Regions from separate parts of the Gossypium hirsutum genome. Here region 2 is linked to region 1. The links are chromatin contacts, called in public Hi-C maps. All regions are on one chromosome and are shown on one strand. The core of a region is the stretch at or near the end of the contact, and the rest is flanking DNA. Distances in the headings are between cores, read along the strand shown. Region 1 holds the start of LOC107886346 (RNA polymerase II-associated protein 3). Region 2 holds the start of LOC121209359 (Golgi apparatus membrane protein-like protein ECHIDNA).

The links. Hi-C and Micro-C count contacts between places; a contact is called where the count stands out from the background.
Region 2: a contact with region 1 is called in a Hi-C map of leaf, with 2.5 times the contacts expected there. The contact joins the promoter of LOC121209359 here to the promoter of LOC107886346 in region 1. A contact is called at or near these places in 7 of 34 Hi-C or Micro-C datasets (fibers, leaf and seedling).

What each region holds. Positions count from the first base shown.
Region 1 is chrA11:113,433,316-113,436,999 of Gossypium_hirsutum_v2.1, forward strand. It overlaps LOC107886346 (RNA polymerase II-associated protein 3), which reads right to left and starts at 1,472. Exons shown (of 13, transcript XR_005904479.1): 1 at 1,313-1,472; 2 at 892-996; 3 at 612-782; 4 at 394-518; 5 at 114-235; 6 at 1-6. LOC107886359 reads right to left here. Exons shown (of 7, transcript XM_041079932.1): 5 at 3,469-3,569; 6 at 3,017-3,106; 7 at 2,393-2,905. The coding sequence ends at 2,633.
Region 2 is chrA11:113,590,007-113,593,655 of Gossypium_hirsutum_v2.1, forward strand. It overlaps LOC121209359 (Golgi apparatus membrane protein-like protein ECHIDNA), which reads right to left and starts at 1,808. Exons shown (of 6, transcript XM_041079945.1): 1 at 1,547-1,808; 2 at 1,011-1,067; 3 at 709-912; 4 at 558-617; 5 at 342-468. The coding sequence starts at 1,561. LOC107886441 (chloroplast stem-loop binding protein of 41 kDa b, chloroplastic) reads left to right here and starts at 3,275. Exons shown (of 10, transcript XM_016810402.2): 1 at 3,275-3,551. The coding sequence starts at 3,450.

The DNA.
Region 1 (3,684 bases), core at 222-2,721:
CGGCATCTGCAATCAACTACGTCCACCATATAAGATCTATCAAATTTAAATAGAAGCAGTAGATATGAATCAGCTTAGGAGTTAATCCAAGAGAGAACTTGCACTCAACATACCTTCAATGGATTCTTTAAGTTTCCCAAGTTCTTTTCTAGCCGTTGCTCGACGGGAGTATGCTTTTATGTAGCGATCATCAAGATTTAAGGCCTCCGTACAATCATCCTCAGCCTCTTGAAATCTAAAGAGAGAATAAAAATAACTTTCATGTTATTTCCTCATCAAATATATTACTCATGCAGCAAGCCAATCACAAACATTTGGCCATTAAAAGAAAACAATAGAACTACAGGAGGCTACCAATATAAGTGAACATCATGTAAAGAGTGTCAGGCATACTTTCTGATCTTAAGATAAGCCATAGCCCTATTTGCATAAGCTACAGCTGTTGGAGACAGGGCAATGCTTCTTGAGTAGCAATCGATAGCTTCTTTAAATTTCTTTTGCTTAAAATATTCATTTCCCTGCAAAAATTTCAAAGCATTTTACTCTAGTCAACGCCAAATATAGCTCAGACATTGGTCAAAAGGAAAATGTATAAAAACTGAACTTCTCACCAGTTCTTTCTCAGAAGCAGCATCAGGCATATTCTCTTCAGTCACAAAGCTAGTTGACAAATTGCTCCATTTATCATAATTCTTCAAATAATCATATTGCTCGGAACTGGTAGTTGACGAAGAACTATTCAGGGACCTCTTCCCAGTTGGCCTTCCTTTCTCAGTGATATTCTGTGACAATGAGACCATGTAAGATTCCACAACATCAAATTATCAGAACTTTCTTTATCCCTTCACATTAGTCCGATACTTAAATAAAATGTGAGGATTGAAAAGTTACCAATTGTTCTTTACCAGAAGCCTGAGATGTCATTTTCTTGTTTTTGCCTTTGTCCTTGAGCGAAAGTTCCCAGTCCTGCAAGTCATTTAAAAAGCCCTGGAAATCCTAAAAGGAAGAAGAACACAAAGAGAACCCAGATGATAACTAATAAGAAATAGTATTTCAGTAATCCAAATTCCAAAGGTCAAACCTTTAAGCTTGAATACAAATCAACTCTTCTATCTAATTAACTTAAACAGTCCTCGAGCAAAGCTCAATTTCCATAATGAATTCAACAAACTAAAGCAATAAATGTAAAAAATCATAGAAAACATCTTTGGGGAGCAAAAAAGTACCATCTTTTGAGCTTCATACTGAACCTTTGAATGAAAATGAAAATGAAAAAAGAACCCATTAAAAGCAAAAAGAAGAAGTGAAATACCATGGCTTGATCACGGCTGTGCTTGCTTGCCATCGAAAAGATTAGAGGAAAAGTTGGCTAGGGAAGATTCTGGAAGAGTGCGGATTTGCTTTGCTCTGTTAAGTTTTCAGTGAGCAAACTCCAGAACCAGAGTCGACGAGGCTGACAAAAAATACTTCGATTTGAGCTTCAAGTCCTTTTATTTGTGGATTTATAGACGTGGAGCTTTGGGGCCTAAAATAAAGCCCATAAAAAACAAACCCATCCTTTGTATTGCTATATTCCTGTGTGTCATGATTGTAAATTATGGACTGAATCCATTATTTAATTAGTTAAACTGAAAATCGAATGTAGGAGGATTTAATTATATAAATTAAACTATTCAAAATTGATAAAAAAAATTAAGAATCTGCTCAAAATTTTAATTTATTAATTTTAATTTTTTTATAAAATTTGGGTTTTAGGCATGGGATAATTATTTGACCTAGTAGAATAAAATATTCCAGAAGTGAATTTAAAATGCTATTGTTTGTATTTATTTTATTTACCTTGTTTCATTTGGTTTCAAGGAATGGAAAACATTTTCGTCTTTGCTTTTTTTTTTTTTTAATGAATAACATTGAAGTACAAATGGATGGTAAGATGGATATGGAGAATAAAAAAAAAGAAATCAATATGATACAATACTTGCAATATGGATCATTTTGAGTTTCAGTTCAATATTTTATTAAAAAAAACAATAATTAAGAGTAGTAAATAAAACTTAAGAGAAGAAAGGAAAATAGAAAAATAAAAACATTGAGCGAAATCGCAACATATTATTTTTTGTTTTAGTATTCTCTATATCCATCTTTCTGAAGTTTGTGACTACTTGTAACAACGTTGTCTCCAAAATTTAAACTCATATTTTCTCTTGGAAAAGTAATATGTCTTACCAATGGCATATAGGAATTCAACCATATCCATGATTAGAAAGTCATGTTTATGATTGGGATAAAAGTATTAATAATTAGAAATTCATGTTTCTTACAGGGATAAAGGATAACCTTGTAAGGACATTCATTGTAAATAGATAAACATGAAACCCGTTAACATACATTATTTTTAGAACAATTTATCTCAGCTCTCTCAATCTCAACTATATCATATTCAACAAAATGGGTTCATACAAATATCACAACACTATACTGTAGTGTACAAATGGGACATTCAAGTCCTTATTGAATTGTATGTAACCTAACCCTCTCTCCTATACTCCATATATTAGCATTGTATCATAAATAAACTATCCCTTACACAACTTATATACACACAGAAATGATGTTTTGGTAGTGCATTTCACTAACAGGCAGTAAGGGCAGACATCTTTTCATGCATTGTCTTGTAGCATTGAAGGCTGCAAAGGGGAAGCTTTGATTTTGAATCTCGGTACTTGTATGGATTCGTACAAGATGGAACCGCACATTTCTCTCGAGGTGGAGGGTAACCGCAAGGCTTAGGATCGAATATACTTGGTAAACCAACCTCATTGGGGAATGTTACAACTGTTCCTGAAGGCCCCATAAGCCATCTTACGGTGTCTGATGCAAGTATCATAGAATTTGTAGCTTTTTCCTGCACAAAAAGATAAAGATATATGGAGATGGAAGATATGGTTCGAATAGAAAGAAGGTATGATGGAAGATATGGTTTGAATAGAAAGAAGATATCATGTGTGATCTTTACCTGTGCCATTTCTTCTTGCCTCTTTTTTATCTTATCTTCTCGTTTCTTCCTACTTGAATCTTGGCCGAGAATTTTTCTGATAGCTTCAGCCTAGATAAATCAAGGAAGATTAATCCCTACATAGGCGGCTAATGGCAAGAAGGAGACTTTGAGAATCTTGAGATTCCAGGTTCAGCTCCCACCATGTCCAGATTTATTCAGGTTTGAGGTTTCCAGGCGCATTTTGGTTTATTATGTGCATAGTTCCATTATGGGTTTGTAATGAGTGAACGTAATTGTAACTCTTGTAAAATCATAATATATCAAAACAAGCATCAATGATATTTGTATGCCTCCTCTCTAACTTAACTGACATTCCGAAAGAGGGAGCCTTGGTTGAACCATATTCTCAAACTCATCCCAGCCTTTTCAGAAATAAGCAAAATTGAAAAGGAAGGAACAATGGTGCATACCTGAGATTCCCTAGCTGCCTTCTCGACCTGCACCCTACGTCTCTGAGCAGCCTCAGCTTTCTTCAGTTGTTGCTCCACTTCAGAGAGTTTCTCTTTTTGCTCTGTGATCAGATTATGCACAGATACTTATATGAGAAAGGTTTCACAAAATGTTCACGGAATCCATGCTTGACGATAGCATGAATGGGTAAAAAGGAAGCAAAAGCAACAATGCAT
Region 2 (3,649 bases), core at 558-3,057, 160 kb after region 1:
TTATCCATGTGAAAAGTCATCTTGGTATCTAAACTAGAAGCCAATACAAGCGATCTAGAAATCTAGTTATCAACTTAATCGAAAATCTCTTTCGCATGTATCACAAACCTATCTTCCATCAAATACAATAAGATTTCCGCTCGAAAAATCTAGACCAAGTCATAAATCATAATTAAGCTAACAATCAGCATGCCATTTCCTTGTATCAATATGATGCCATACCGAACTAATTTGGTAAAGAAGTTGCATAAAAGAATTCTTGAATGAATAGGTAGGCTAAGGCTAAAAATTACACAGTGGCGCATTCAAAGAAGTATTGTGATTATAATAAATAAACCAACCTTTGCGACATTTGGTGAAGCCGACGATATTGGCAATGTTGAGAGTCAAACAAACTCCAATGACAAGGAGATAATCAGCTTGAAACCTTATGAGAGAGAATATTCCAAGCACAATCCACGCAACCGCCTGAAAAATTAAATAACGAATTAATGAATTCGATCATTCAGGACACAATTATACCTCTCAATACATAGTAAGCCACAGGACAAACTTACTGAAAGGTAAAGGGTCCACCAAAATAGCCATGAATCTTTCTTGTTCATCCGAGCCAACGACTAAAGCAAACAAGCAAAAACAAACAATTGAGAGACTTGGTAATGTTATATCCAAAAGTAAATGTATGGTTCGATTAAACAAAGCATTCACCTCTTGGTCAAGACATTCAAATCTCCATACACTCTCGCCGAGATCGTTAATTTCATTCCACCACCTCAAACCGACTAATATGCGCCCACTAACATTCTTAACCACCCAAAAATCAAGGGCGGAAAGAAGAACAGTCACCACAAATATGATCACAAAGCTGTTGAAAAAGAGAGCTGAAAGGATGTAAAAAGCCAATGCTGCAGCCTGCAAGGAACAAGAAGGGAAGACATCAACACAGAACAAAGGCGAACAAATCAGATTCGTCGGAACAAAGATAATTAGATGCAGAAAAAACAATTCACCTTGAAGAGAACATGAAAGAAACAAGTCTTGGGGTTGGCATAATTTTCAACAGGAGGCTGCACAAGAACAAAAACATTTAAAATCAATATATAAGCAATCAAACCAGTACCCCAAGTACAAAATAAACAGCTGGATCTGAAATTAGTAACATTTCTATCTAATTTTCATGTTCCGAACAAGTATACAATGGCCATATAAGCAAATGGGAACTCTATTTTGTTCAATTTCATCATCTTTCTTCAACCAAAACATTGAGGAAAACATAAAGTTGAAATCTTTACCGGCTAAAGTTGGATCTTGGGATCTAATTTGAATAACCCAGAGTTGACTATTGAAATTGTGTTTAGAAATGGTTAGTTTTCATCTGTTTTATCAAAAACCAATCAAAAGGGTACCGTTCAAAATCGAAATCTCTCACAAAAAACTCAGATCTACCAGTCAAACAGTCCAATACGTAGAACAAATAGTTACAAATTTGATAAACCAGCAAAAGGAAACTGAAGGGAAGGAGAAACAGAGAGAGGGATCAACTCACCTGACTAAAATCCATTACGGGAAGACAACGAATTATGGATTTTTAAGTCTTTTTGGCGAATTTACAGGGATTTAGTAAAAAATATTGACTTTCTTTTCCCTCCCTAAAGACGAGAGAGAAATTTTTTTTGTGCAGACGGGAAAACTTTTTCTTGGATCTGTTTTTGGTTTTCTTTTCTTTATAGATCCAGCTGAAACAAGGGATATTTACCCTTCTAGATTTTCAGGTCTGTTATTTACCACCCAAACCCTGCAAAAATAAATGACAAAAGGCTTAATACATAATTTGGTACCTGAATTTAATATTTTTTTAAGATAATATTTGTCTTAATTTTTTGTCTAATGTAATACTTATATTTGATAAAAATTATACATTTTAGTATATGAATGTGAAAGTGTTAGTTTTTTAATGTTCAACTCGGATTTTGGGTTGATTCGGTAAATTTTCATAATTAGCTAATATAGCTAATTATGAAAATTTACTGAATCAACCCAAAATCCGAATTAAATCATATCCATTGGATTATATTTAACAAATTAAATACAAAATAAAACAAATTACAATTAACGCTAAATTTATTCTATTAATAAAATCATGAAAAATTCAAATTTAATAATATTAACAACTAATTTTCATTAAATCAAACCTAAAACTTGAATTAAATACTAAAAATTAACATTATAACCTTTGGATGCCAAAATCTATAACATTTGTCAAATATAAATACAAAATTGAATAATAATAAAAAAACATAGATACCATATTAAAAAAACATGTCAAACTTGAATACCTAATGACATATTAAGCAACAACAAAATTACTTTAGATTTGAAAAATAATTAAAAAAAAATTAAAACCGTTTTAAATATAAATTAAGTTCAAGCTCTATTATTTAAGGATTGTGTGCGAGATAATTTGACTCATTTTGAAATTTATAATATATTTGTTTGCCTTGTAATTTATATAATAGGTAAATTTAAATATTTAAAATATATGTTTATATTTAAAATGTTAACAAAAGAAAAAACATATAATAATAAAAGTATTATAAATTAATAATTATATATTTTCTAAACTAATATAAAATAAATAACTCAAACACGATTCAGCCCTTGAATACTCTAACATGGACGACATGGATAATCCATGTAAAATTAGATATATTTTTTTTTGAATAATCTCATTATAGGATATGATTATATCTATTTTCCTTTATATAATACCTGGAACTATCCATAATCTCTTTTCAATTTATAAATAGGAAGATAATATGCTTCAGCGCACTTTCATTTACGTTGTTATGTATTGATAAAAATATACTTATTTATTAAACTAAAACTCAACCCACTTATAAAATATTGGGTGTGATGGATTCAACTAATATTTAGTACAAATTTAGGATCCTGAATTTTAATTTTCTTTTAAATATAAAAAAATAATAATTATGCACTAACACTTAATTACTAGTCTTTTAAAAGAATATATTGCTAGAAAAAAGGTCCTTTAAAAAATAAAATAATAAAATAAATTTTTTAGCAGGTTAGATCAGAATGGAAATAGCACATAAATTTTTGAGCGAGTAATTAAGAACTGATAAAAAATAAAAAATAAAGACAAAAATATTTAACTAGTTTTATAATTGTTTTAAAATATATTATTGATTTTTATTAAAATTAAAAGTAAAATTTTAATTAATTAATTATATTTGCATTAAAACAGTGGTGATACATGGTCCAATAGAATGAGAGGCTGTGGATATAACCAAGGTATGGTGTGGTAGGACGTTGTTGGCTTATCCTCATCACTTGTTATACACTTGGTGAGGGCCATAAAAACAAAGTGCTACAACACCTGTTTCAAATTTCAGTTACTAACTCAAAGCAAAGCAAAAGGCAAAAAAGCCATGTCAAAGCTGGTGGTGTTGCAGCCAACAAAGCAGCCTCCCATCTCCCTCCTCTCTTCCTCTCTTTCCCACTTCAATGGCACCAAGCTCTGCCAAATCCAGGTCCCTCTCTCTCTATCTCTATTGTAAAGTTGGTTCCTTTGTGGTTGAAATTAGGGAAAGTTTAAACTTTTTTTTTTTGCAATTGCTCTCTTTTTCTA